2 separate regions of the Macaca mulatta genome follow, and region 2 is linked to region 1. Evidence: chromatin contacts called from public Hi-C data. All regions are on one chromosome and are shown on one strand. Each heading gives the region's core, a stretch centred on a gene start, on an enhancer-like site or on the middle of the called end of the contact. The rest is flanking DNA. Distances are from core to core; before and after follow the strand shown.

The links. Hi-C and Micro-C count contacts between places; a contact is called where the count stands out from the background.
Region 2: a contact with region 1 is called in a Hi-C map of fetal cortical plate, with 2.0 times the contacts expected there. The contact joins the promoter of TRAPPC8 here to the promoter of RNF138 in region 1. A contact is called at or near these places in 2 of 14 Hi-C or Micro-C datasets (fetal cortex germinal zone and fetal cortical plate).

Annotation. Positions count from the first base shown.
Region 1 is chr18:60,410,372-60,416,811 of T2T-MMU8v2.0, forward strand. RNF138 (ring finger protein 138) reads right to left here and starts at 4,251. Exons shown (of 5, transcript XM_077975066.1): 1 at 4,053-4,251. The coding sequence starts at 4,162. LOC114673898 (small nucleolar RNA U13) reads right to left here and starts at 2,621; the gene lies at 2,519-2,621.
Region 2 is chr18:60,565,284-60,572,018 of T2T-MMU8v2.0, forward strand. TRAPPC8 (trafficking protein particle complex subunit 8) reads left to right here and starts at 4,460. Exons shown (of 29, transcript XM_015121782.3): 1 at 4,460-4,983. The coding sequence starts at 4,827.

The DNA.
Region 1 (6,440 bases), core at 3,001-5,500:
AACACCTTACTCCTACGCCAGTCTGTACTTTCTTCTGAAACCTTGCTTTGACTACCTGCTCAACTTTCATACTAATTTGTCTTAACATGTTTTCAAAATATTACATCTGCCAGGTGTGGAGGCTCTTGCCTGTAACCCCAGCACTTTGGGAGGCTGAGGCAGGAGGACAGCTTGTGCCCAGGAGTTAGAGACTAGGTTGGGCAACAAAGCAAGTTTAAAAAAAAAAAAAAAAATTTTAACAGCCAGGTATGGTGGTGAGTGCCTGTAGTCCCAGCTACTTGGGAGGTTGAGGTGGGAAGATTTCTTGAGCCTGGGAGGTTGCGGTTGCAGTAAGCTATGATCATGCCACTGCACTCTCACAACAGAGCGAGACCCTATTTCAAAAAAAATAAAAACAAAATTACATCTGACCACTCTAAGGCATCTGACAATGCTGACTGCTTCCTTAACAGTCATTTGCAGATTATTTGAATCCTCAGTTTCCACTCACTTTATTCCTGGTGTTCTTCCTATCCTTCTGTTCATTCCTTGTCAGGCTGCAATTTTCTCCACTCAGTATTTAAGTACGTATTCTCCAGCACTTTGCTTTATCTAGATGCTCTTCAATCTTTCCATTTATATACCTCACTCGGTGACTACGTCGACACCCACAGCTTTAGCTCCATGTATTCCAGATCTACATATGGTATATACACTTAACTACTGAACACACAGTCAACAAATCTCACACACTGTCCTTAAAATGTCAGGAGTCTCTCTGCTCCATTCCTACTATCAATTCCTTAGTTCAGGTTCTAATCATTTCTCTCCCTGACACATCAATGAATGACCTCTTCACTAGTCTCACCACTACCAAGCTGAAAACCCTGCTATGAAGGTAAATTTTCTAAAAATGAAATGTGACCATGCTGCTCCTCTGCCAAAAATTATTTACTAGGTCTAGTATTATTCATTAGGTTATCTAATTATTTAATAGGTTTTCAGGAAAACGCTCAAATTAGCTTACTCAGTAAGTTCCTGCCAATAACTCTAAAAGCTCCATCTCCACTACGCTGTCTTTGGCTCCAGCCAAATTTCAAAGTCCAGCTCACATTCATCCTCTGTACCCTCCTTGACTCTGGCATTCCCCACAAACCCTGAACACAAACGCTGACCTAAGGCGTTACTTCATCTAGGAAATCATCCCTATCCTTTAGGCTAATTTAGATACCTGCTCTAGATGCTCACATAAAATATCTTCTGTATCAATCACACTCATGTGTAGGTCTCTCCAGCGGACTATTAACAGTCTCCAGGGAAACAGTACTTAGTAGTCCCTGCACCAGACAAATAGAAAGCATTCAACAACTGCAGGGAACGAATGGGGATTAAATGGGAATTTATATTTTAGTAATGTTATTCTAATGATAATGAACTTGCTCCTTTAACTAGGAGAGTCAGTAGTCAAATCCTGTACTGTCATTGAAATGGCAATTAAAATTTTTCATTTTCTAACTGATCCACAGTAACCCAAAGTCCTTATCATTTCAACTCTCTATTCATGAATCAAAAATTGATTTTGTAGCCAAATATAAATTTCTTTAAAGGCACAGGTCTGTCCTTTGTGAAGAAGGCAGGGTAAATGACATAGATAACTATGTTACTTAAAAAATAGGTCAGGCGCCATGTCTCATGCCTGTAATCCCAGCACTTTGGGAGGCCACGGCAGGAGGCCAAGGCAGAGAATGACTTCAGCCTGGGAGTTCAAGACCTGACTGGGCAACATAGTGAGGCCCTGTCTCTATAAAAAAGAAAACAAAATTAGCCAGGCATGGTGGCATGCTCCTGTAGTCCCAGCAACTTGAGAGGCTGAGGCGGGATGGTTGCTTGAACGGGGGAAGTCAAGGCTGCAATGAAACGTGATCACACCACTGCACTCCACCCTGGACAACAGAGCAAGACCATGTCTCGAAAAAATAATAATTTTTAAAAATTCTCTCCAATTCCCCCACTAAACTCCAACTGATTAAGATCCTGTTCCTCCATTACCACCTCTTCCAAATTAAACTTTTTTCTCCCTCTGCCTATTCTTTAATTCATTGTTCAGGCAGAACTGTCTAAGCATAATGAGTTGATTTGAGAAAGGTCCTGAATTAAATACAATCATCTCCAACATTTTCCACAGTCTTGAGGTCAAACCAAATTATAGTCCTTGATTTAAAATGTCCCACAAGGGAAGTGGACTAGAGCAATCTACACGGAATTTTGGGGAGTGCTAAGAAATTACAATGAGGCCCATGAGGTCAATGACCCAAAGGATAATTAGAATGATTCTATCTAAAAAAAATACCTGCTTTGTATATATACAGTTAGCAGCTATTACAACTTCCTCTCACCTTGCCCTCCTCCCTCCCTTTTATCTACCCACTGCCAACACAGCACTTAAATTTTTTTATATATTGGAAAGGGACCAAGTTATGCTAGATTAAAGGTGAAAGATCTATATTGTGCCCTAGACACCTCCAAACCTTTTTTTTCATGTCAAATGGGTAATGTGTTGACCTTGTAACAAGGTTTGAGGGTGGCACATCTCACACATGCCTGTGAACACTCAATCATCACATTATGAACTACAAAAGGATCCCTCAAAACATTTCTCTAAGAATCTGCATTTGTTGCACAAAATAATAAGATGTCATTCATCTCCCTTAAAGAGCGAAAGCGTAACTGGCATAATCTCTATCATGAAAATCCACACACTCTTGGCTCACACAACCAGCACAAAATAGAAATAAAGTAGACAGTGCAGTTAAGATTGGGGAACAAAATGAGAAGAGTTGGTATCAAGAAAACAACCAGAGTAAGGGCATTTGCAATTAAGACCCAAAAATTCAATCCATCCTTTACAAAATTATAGAGCCTTACCTCAAAAAAAAAAAAAAAAAGTGGAAAGAGAATGAAATACATTTAGAAGGTTAGTCAATTCTTTTCGGTTGTTTGCAAGCACACGTAACTTTCAAGCCTGAGTGTATTTTTTAAAAATAAAGATTTCCAGGCCCCACCTGCCCAAAAATTCTTTTGTAAGTTTGGAATGGAGCCTGGGAATTGGTATGTTTACTTAAAAAGCTCCCGGGGGACTCTGATCATCAGTCAGGTCTGTCAGAAGGGCTATACACCTTTTCAAGAAGGGCGCTTTCCAACCCTTACTCACACCCTAGCCGTCCATAAAATCTTATCAAAGTTCTTGTAAATATGCCTGCCAATCAAACGCACGCGTTATCTCACCCAACCCCTTTGTGCTCTCCCCCACCCTGGGGAGCATTTCACTTTCGGCCCATTCCTCGTAACAGAAGTCTGCCTTTCTCCTCTCCACCCTTGTATTAATCAAGTAATAAGCAGAAAGGTAAAACAAAGGGGAACGCTCACTTCCATGCCCGAAAATCCTGTCGGTTTTCACAGACCAGAGAAGAAAACTCATTCTAGATCCCTCTAACACACAGTGGACTGGAAACGAAACAAAACGCTCTGGAGGGTGTTCTGTGAAGCAGGGTTGAGGGGAAGTTACAGAAGAGCTCTTGGACCGAGGGGACGCACCAAGGTTCTGAAAGAGGAAACTTGAAAGCTGGGCAGGTCGCGGGGCGAGCGGGCCCGCGTGGGCACCGCCGGCCGCTTTTGACACTCGACACCCCAACCTTCACCCGGGTTGCTAAGAAACAAAAAGGCTCCAAGTTCCCTGCAATTCCTCCCGGGCCTGGCGGAGACTACAGGGGCCTCCGGGGCCTGAAGACGCCGCAGGGAACGGCCTGGCCACTGCCCCGGGGGCGCGAAAGCCAGGGAGAGCGGGAGAGCGGGAGCTCGGGCTGAGGGGGCAGGACGCGCAGAGCGGGCCCCGAGGCTAAGGAGGAGGGCGGCCCGGGGCTCTGAGGGGCAGGGAACGGGACCTCGGGGGGCAGCGACGCTCGAGCAGGCCGCGGCGGGCTCGGTTCCCGCCAGGCGGCAGCCGGGGGTCCCGGGCCGGAGGCCGGGCCTAAGCAACAACCCGGCTCCGCGCGGGGGAGGGGGCGTCTACTCACACGTGCTGACAGGCCGCGGTCCGCACGGGCGTTTTGAGCACCTCCTGACAGACGGGGCAGTAGAAATCATCTTCGGTGTAGGACGTGGCCGCGGAGAGGTCCTCGGCCATGGCGGGGGATGGGGAAACAAGGCGATGGCGACAGCGGCAGCGGCCGAGGTGACGGTGGCGGCCCGGGGCCCGACTCCCTACGCGAACCCGGAGGGGGGAGGGGGATCGCGTCAGGATGCGGCGCGCTCCAGGAAGGGGGCGGGGCCCTGGGTAGGGCGGGGCCGAACGCAGAGACGCGACTGCCGCACGCGCCGGGCAAGAGGCGACCCCTCCCACGGCTCCTCCCACAGGGGCTGGATGGGGGCGGTGCTTGGCGGGAGGCTGGGCTTGCAGCGTGCCGTGGGCCCGCCCGGCTCGCCCCCAGGCCGCGGCCTCACGCCCCAGGCCACGCCCTCACCGAGCTCCAGGCGCGGGCTGTCGCTCCGCCCTCAGCCGTCGTCTTCGCCCAAGGTCTTCCTTTTCACCGTTTTCCCGCTCTTCTCCTCACCCCGACCCCGAGCCCCGAGCCCCCAGGTCGTGTCCGCGACTTCCTCCCCGCCTCGCTTCCCGGCACCCCGGCCCCTCCACGCTTCCGCCGGGGGGACCCTCACCTAGGAGCCCCGAAGCGGTGCTGTGGACGGAGCTGCTTTTCCTTCACGTGTTCGTAGAGACGCGGCCCTGCGCTTTCCTCGGGCTTCCTGTCCGGCCGCCACTACCTTCGCAGCCGAGGCCCCGGGGCAAATGGAGGGCGGCCTGCGCTGTGCTTATCGGCCCCAAACGGGGCCGGACCCGAGGCTCATGGTGTAGGGAGATTCGCCCGCCCCCGCCAGCAGCTCTCTCTTGGCATCGCGCTGCCTACAGCCTACTCGGCCGTCACCGAACGCGGGAGCGCCTGGGAGCTGGGACGGGGTGTGAAGCGCGGCCTCTATAGCAACCGGCGCGTGGCACCTTCTGCGGGTTGTGACATAAGCAGCTGGGCGCCCGCGGTGACACCTGCGCCTCCCCGCCCTGCCTCCCTAGGCCCGGGACCCCAGCCACCTCTCCTGTCAAATACATTGGGCTTTTCAGGAAGTTTTCGTCAATGTTCAAGATTTAGTCTTTACTATTTGCCCCACCAGAATGTTTTGATCTTGTCAAGATGTGTTATAAACAAATATTTGTTATAGGATTTTAATCCTTTGGGGACAGGATTAAAGTTTCCTTGAGAGGATGTCCACTTTCTCCTTTAACGGCATGACTGATGCTTAAATACGGTCGCAGATGGAGTCTTCTACCCACACCTTTGGGTTGATTTTTGATTTTTTCTTTTTTTTTTTAGCTTTGAAGAGAAATGCTGTAGAAGCATGGACGTGGATTTTCACCAAGGTTATTCACTAATTTAAGTGTTTTATTTTTATTCTTTTTTTGTTTGTTTTTTTGAGACAGGTACTCACTCTATCTCCCAGGCTGGAGTGCAGTGGAGCGATCTTGGGTCACTGCAACGTCTGCCACCCGGTTTCAAGCGATTCTGCCCCCTCAGCCTCCCGTATAGCTGGGACCACAGGCGTGTGCCACCACACCCGCTAATTTTTGTGTTTTTATTAGAGACAGGGTTTTACCACGCTGGGCAGGCTGGTCTTAAACTGACCTCAAGTGATCCACATGCCTGGGCCTCCCAAAGTGCTGGAATTACAAGCGTGAGCCACCACGCCTTGCTTGTTTTTTTGTTTTGTTTTGTTTGTTTGATGAGCCCTTAATTTCCAGATATATCTGCACAATTGATAATTTATAAGATGGTTCAGCCTGGATAACAGAGTGAGACTCCGTCTCAGAAAAAAAAATAGAGAAGGCTGGACGCACGCCTGAAATCCAAGCACTTTGGGAGGCCAAGGCGGGTGGATCACTTGAGGTCAGGAGTTCAAGACTAGCCTGGCCAACATGATGAAATCCCATCTCTACCAAAAATACAAAAGTTAACCGGACATGGTGGTGGGAGCCTGTAATCCCAGGTACTCGGGAGGCTGAGGCACGAGAATCGCTTGAACCTGGGAGGCAGAGGTTGCAGTGAGCCGAGATTGTGCCACTGCACTCCAGACCTGGCGACAGTGAGACTCTGTCTCAAAAAAAAAAAAGAAAAACAGAAAAAAAGGATAAATCTATAAGATGGGATCACAATGACCTGAAAGAAGCTAAGGAAAATCTGGAACATTATATAGCATGTTCAATTAGCTTCAGAGAAAAGAAAGGTTTTATTACCATACTTTGTTAAAACCCTCCCCCATGGTCTAAATGAATAAATAGAAGCCATTTAAGGGACTAGTTAAATCAATTCTGCCATTTATTGTCTATGTTGACATTGGCACTGTTAGGTGTTATGCAG
Region 2 (6,735 bases), core at 3,210-5,709, 160 kb after region 1:
ATTAAGATAAGGGGTGGTAGACACTAAGGTTCTTATATGTAGATGAAGTCTCCTAGGTGGCCATCCATAGAGACAATAGATGGCAAATGTTTCCTATTCTGACCTGTAAAAGGGGCTAGACTCTCAGTTAATCTCTTCAGAATTGGGAGGGCCTGGAAGGGGGAAGACACCCAGTTATGTTAATAGAGATTCTTTTTTTTTTTTTTTTTGAGATGGAGTATTTTGCTCTTGCCCAGGCTGGAGTGCCATGGCACAATCTCGGCTCTCTGCAACCTCTGCCTCCTGGGTTCAAGTGATTCTCCTGCCTCAGCCTCCTGAGTAGCTGGGATTACGGGTGCCTATCACTATGCCTGGCTAAATTTTTAGTAGAGATGGGGTTTCACCACGTTGGCCAGGTTGGTCTCAAACTCCTGAACTCAGGTGATCCATGCGCCTTGGCCTCCCAAAGTGCTGGGATTGCAGGTGTCAGACACTGCACCCAGCCAACAGAGATGCTTAACAGATGGAATTACCTCTCTCCCCACAAAATGGCTTTGCAGGGACATTTCAAAATACAGCAAAGAAATATATTTTGAGGTAAAATACTTTGATTTCCTTTGTCATGTGATGTTATGCCAGAGTCCAGTTGGAAAGTAAACCATTTTATGTAAGTTTACATAAAACCCATCTGATAACTTTTTTTTTTTTTTGAGACAGTCTTGTTCTGTCACCCAGGCTGGAGTGCAGTGGCACTATCTTGGCTCACTGCAAACTCCGCCTCCTGTGTTCACGTGATTCTTCTGTCTCAGCCTCCTGAGTAGCTGGGATTACAGGTGCACATCACCACGCCTGGCTAATTTTTTGTGTATTTTTAGTAGAGACGGGTTTCACTATGTTGGTCAGACTGGTCTCGAAGTCCTGACCTCGCAATCCACCTGCCTCAGCCTCCCGAAGTACTGGGATTACAGGCGTGAGCCACCGCGCCCGGCCAATTTGATAACATTTTATGGTTTGTAGAGTGTGACTCCACAGGCCACTTAGATAGGAATTCGGGGAAGAGGGGGAAAAAAGTCAGAGTTTAGTCCTCAGTATCATCGAGACTTTAAGGTGTTTCCACAGTTCAAACAGTACCTTGCCAAAAGAAAGAAGAGACCAGGATAGATTATGAAAGAAGTAGATTTACACAGTGAAGTTACTCACTGGAAACACTGTGTATGGGTGTGGCATTAGATTGTGAAGTGAGTCTGGGTGCCGTGGCTCATACCAGCAATCCCACCATTTTGGGAGGCTAAGGCAGAAGGATCACTAGAGCCCAGATTTTGAGGCCAGCCTGGGCAATACAGTGAGCCCTCATCTCTACATATTAAAAAACAAACAAAAAACCCAAAAAAACCCTGCAAAGTCAATGCATAAGACAAAAACCCATTTAGGCTCAGCCATAAAAAGGAGTGAAGTAATGATTCACGTAACATATTGCTAAGTGTAGTAATATGTGTACAGAGGCCAAATATTATACAATTTCACTTATTTATTTATTTATTTTATTTTTTTTTTTTTTGAGACGGAGTCTCGCTCTGTAGCCCAGGCTGGAGTGCAGTGGCCGGATCTCAGCTCACTGCAAGCTCCGCCTCCCGGGTTCACGCCATTCTCCGGCCTCAGCCTCCCGAGTAGCTGGGACTACAGGCGCTGCCACCTCGCCCGGCTATTTTTTGTATTTCTTAGTAGAGACGGGGTTTCACCGTGTTAGCCAGGATGGTCTCGATCTCCTGACCTCGTGATCCGCCCATCTCGGCCTCCCAAAGTGCTGGGATTACAGGCTTGAGCCACCGCGCCCGGCCTACAATTTCACTTATATGAAATGTCCAGAATAGGTAAATCTACATAGACAGAAAGTAGATTAGTGATTGCCAGGGGTTGGAGGGCGTGGCAGGGTGCAGAATGATAAAAGCCTGTACCAGGCTTCTTTTTGGGATGAACATGTTCTGGAATTAGATAGTAGTAATGGTCACACAACTTTTGGAATAAACTAAAAACCACTAAATTGTACACTTATTTGAAGGGGTAAATTTTATGGCATGTGAATTATATCTCAGAAAAATCTATTTTGGCTAAATTACCATTGAAATTCCTTTTCAAACAGTCTAATTCAGCTGTTTTTACTTTCAGCATAAAAACAAATGGCCTTTGAAACTTTTTAGAGAGTACTAGGATAAATAGTATGTTTGCATTTAGGAGTCCTGTTATAAAAAATGTAATCTTACAACCTGAGTCACACTAAATTATACGAGATTCTCACATTATAAAGGGTAAGGAAGTGTATCAGAAGCATTGAAAAGGGATTGTGTGTACCCCTAGGGATTTAATATAATTTCCAGACATAGATAGTTTCAAGGAAATGAATTTCCAGACCCTTAACTAGCAGATGTTATCTCTTGCAAAAGGAAATTAAATTTTGGGACCCCAAACTGATTTAGCCAAAGGGAAAAGTCAAGCTGGGACTGGTCACGCAAATCTGCCTCCCCCTTTTGGTTCCTAAATAAGATGGCTGCAAGATGAAAAGCTACACGTCTCCCCCATATTTTGCCCATAAGGAAATCCTTAGTGTGCTGTTAAAACTTCATGACAATGCAAATTGATAGCTTATCTTTACAGGTGGTCATCCCAGCCCACCAGACACAAATGCACATCTGATTGTTCCCCTACCCAATTTTGTCTGTTATGAAAAATGCAGATTCCCACATTTTTCCTCTGCCCCTTTTATGTCATCTTATGTAAAAAATGCAGGTTCACTGAGTCAGACAAAGGCAAGAATTACTATTTTCTCCTAACCCCCCCCCCCCCCCGCTTACACGAAAACTGTGTGCTTCTCAATATCCCGCCCATTCCCCTTTAAATTTGGAGCCCTCGGCCGGGCGCGGTGGCTCAAGCCTGTAATCCCAGCACTTTGGGAGGCCGAGACGGGCAGATCACGAGGTCAGGAGATCGAGACCATCCTGGCTAACACGGTGAAACCCCGTCTCTACTAAAAAAACCAAAAAACTAGCCGGACGAGGTGGCGAGCGCCTGTAGTCCCAGCTACTCGGGAGGCTGAGGCAGGAGAATGGCGTAAACCTGGGATGCGGAGCTTGCAGTGAGCTGAGATCCGGCCACTGCACTCCAGCCTGGGCGACAGAGCGAGACTCCGTCTCAAAAAAAAAAAAAAAAAAATTGGAGCCCTCAAAATCATCTTCGAAGAAAGGCATAGACCTGTTTCCCGGGATCGTCCTTAACTTTGGCAAATAAATCTCCTAAAGTGATGGACACTCTTATAAATTAATCTGTAGCCAATGCATGCCATCAATATGTCCTGCTGTGCCTTCCTACCTCCCATTTATCAACTTACATGAGAAGCCTACATCTTACTTGTCATAAATTATTACCATAGTTAAAAACCTGAGGGTGTCAAGAAGTCGAAAAATTTTGAGACATTGACGTTGGGGAAGACTCCTTTAATTAAAGCACCATAAAATCATGACAGAATGATACATTTTTCCCTGCCTTATTTTTTTGGCATGTAATACAGAAGGAACTCAAAACAATTGAGTGACACATTAGTAAAATTCTTTTCATTCACTTTTACTTACAAGGCACACACCATTGACCTTTCCGCCCCCTGCCCCCTTTAAAACAATGTTTGAAAAGTTAGGAATGAAAGCTGGTTCAGGACAGTACACAGTACATAAAAATACTGGCTCCCCCTACCTCCACCACCAGTAAGTAAAGATCCTAGCAGAGTGCAAAAAGGAAGAGGCTGAGGACGAACCACGCAGATCTGCAGGCACACCCTTTCCCTGCGACCAACAAAAATGCAGTAGCGCAATTACACGCTAGTGAATTGCAGCACTCACAACAGCACACATTCTGTTCAATGGTTAAGTCCACATAAAGTGACAGTCCGTTTCTAAAAGCATGGCTGTATTTAAAGGATACACGGTCTGTTCAGGTCCGCTTCAGGGAAACCCCAAGCACTTCCGAGAGATCCACACCCTCTCCCCGAGCAGGTGCAACTCACTGCTCCGCCGGCGAGCGTAGGAAGCAGCGCGACCAACCGCATCGGTTGCCCACAACAGCCAGCGAGAGAGCCTTAGGGACGTCAAAAAGGCCGGGCCTGCGTGGAAAACGAGCGTGCGCCTCCATCACTGCGACAGCACCCGTCCCGAGGTTCCGCGGGCCGCTAGCAGGTCGCTCTCAGCTCCGCTCTGCCAAGGGCGAGCTAGAGAACCTGGCCTAGAGTTGCCCACCTCCCTCTGCCCCCGGCCCCGCCCACCGCACTTGTAGCCCCGCCTCGCCCAGTGGGTGGGGGAGCTTCCGTCACAGCACTTCCGGCTCCAGCCTCCCAACCGGCCTCCGTCGCTCTCCACTTCCCTCTTCTCAGCTCTCTTCCCTTGCCCCTACTGTCTCCTTTAACAGTCACGTGAGGGATGCGCGCGGGGGCAGCTGGGAGTAGTACTGCCGGTTGGTCAGCGTTCGGCCTCAACATGGCGGTTCCGGCCGGGCAGTGACCAAGGTTTTGCCGTCCGAAGGACTAAGTGGTGACTCTCGGCGTCTCCACCTATCGGGGTGGAATGCGAGCACGCGGAGACGAGCGCTGAGGATCGGCGGTGACGGGAAGGGGGGGTTCAGTGGATTGTGCCCCAGAAACCGAAGCGGCGGCGCCTGTTCCTTCTACTTGTCTCTAGGCTCCAGTGCGTTCGGGGCCCCGCCCGGCCGGGCCAGGCCGGCGGGCGGCGGCGGTAGCTGCTGCAGCCGCAGGATCACCTCTCAGGGTGGGCCGGAGGGCCGGCGCCGCCGCTGCCTCTGCCGCGGCGATGGCCCAGTGTGTACAATCAGTGCAGGAGCTAATCCCGGACTCCTTCGTCCCCTGTGTCGCTGCGCTGTGCAGCGACGAAGCCGAGCGGCTCACTCGTCTCAATCACCTCAGCTTCGCGGAGCTGCTTAAGCCCTTCTCCCGCCTCACTTCCGAGGGTATGTGGTATCCTCCCTTTTCCAGTGGGCTCTCGCAAAGCCGTGATGGGAGAAGGAAGTTGCGGGCGTGCAGGGGAGAGAAGGGCAGTGTTTACGTACCGGAGCCGGTACCGTGGCGTCTGGGACTGTGGCCCCGAGGTGCTTCGGGGGCGGCCGGAGGAGGGACCATGAGGTTGTCAAGACAACGCAGTCCTAAGCTCCAGTATTTCTGGGCACTTTCTTTCTTCCTCGGACAACCTAGGTCGTTAAGTAATTGGTTCAAAGATAAACGTGAGTCTAGGAGAACGGCATTGATACTGTTCTCCACGGCCATAGCGAAGGAATTAGGCAGTTGCAAAGCCGCTAAAGTAGGAAAATGTTGCCTCTTAGACCGACAGGGTCTGAGTAAGGAAGACCTGTCATCCTCCCTTGGATGTTAAACTGGACTTTCAAAGTAGTTCTGGATGTTGTTACGTTCTTGTAGCGTTGAGGGTCATCTCTGAACTACCGTTTAGCTATTTTACTAAGATATTCTTAGCTCTACGGTATTTTGCTTACCTCTCAAGAAAATTAAAAGTATTATATGACGAATAAAACTTGAAACAGCTTTTTGCCCGAAGGAAAAGGAAGCAAGCCCAAGTTGTGGTTCATTTGACCTAGATATTTGGAGTTATCTATACTTATAGGGATGGAAGTGTCTTCTCTTGTTAAGGAACGTATTGTTAAGGAGCTACCCGTTTTCTCCAGATTTGGATTTTTTTATTAGGAGAAAATAATGTAGTAAAGCTTCAAACATGTTTTAGCCAGTATCTTGCAAACAACAAAGTCCAAGTAAAGTTTTTTTTATTAAGGTCGGTGAGAACTGAAGGGTTTCATTATAAGTCTGTGTCAGGCAAACGACTGTGATGTTTATTAGCTTAATATGACTTATCCACAAAAAAAATTAGTGCTGTACCATAAATTCATGTATTTTTGAGCTACCCTGTTTTGTGGGAGAATAATTCCATTACAAATTAGCTTTTGTTTTTAGCAGAGAGAGGGAGCCGTTCAAAAAAACAAAGTTTGGAAACTTTTGGATTTTCTTTAGCCTGTATCAGTCTCAGTTCCTTCAATGTTGGACGTAACAAGAACAACAACATGCCCTACGTTTTTAATTTTTTTTTTAATTATTTGCTTATTTATTTATTTATTTATTTGAGACGGAGTTTCGCTCTTGTTGCCCAGGCTGGAGTGCAATGGCGTGATCTCGGCTCACCACCACCTCCGCCTCCCAGGTTCAAGCGATTCTCCTGCCTCAGCTTTCTGAGTAGCTGAGATTACAGGAATGTGCCACCACGCCCGGATAATTTTTGTATTTTTAGTGGAGAACGGGGTTTCTCCATGTTGGTCAGGTTGGTCTCAAACTCCAGATCTCAGGTGATCTGCCCGCCTCAGCCTCCCAAAGTGCTGGGATTACAGGCATGAGGCACCGCGCCTGGCCTTGAATTCCTAAAAAAAACACAAACACTTGAGCTAGTTTGACTTTTATATATATACTCTTTCCTACTTTGTTAATAAGTAATAATAATGCTAATACTTGATACTTGCTTCGTGTAACTTTTTTAGTCCTCATTGAATCCTGTGTTATTGCAATTTTAAATTTGGACCTTCAAGCATGGAAGTGTTAATTTGTTCACAGTTTTGCATCAGGGAAAGATTTGAAACAGGCAGGCAGTGTGACTCAAGACATTGTGTTCTTAATCATCTTATCTCCTGACAATGTTTAGAATTACG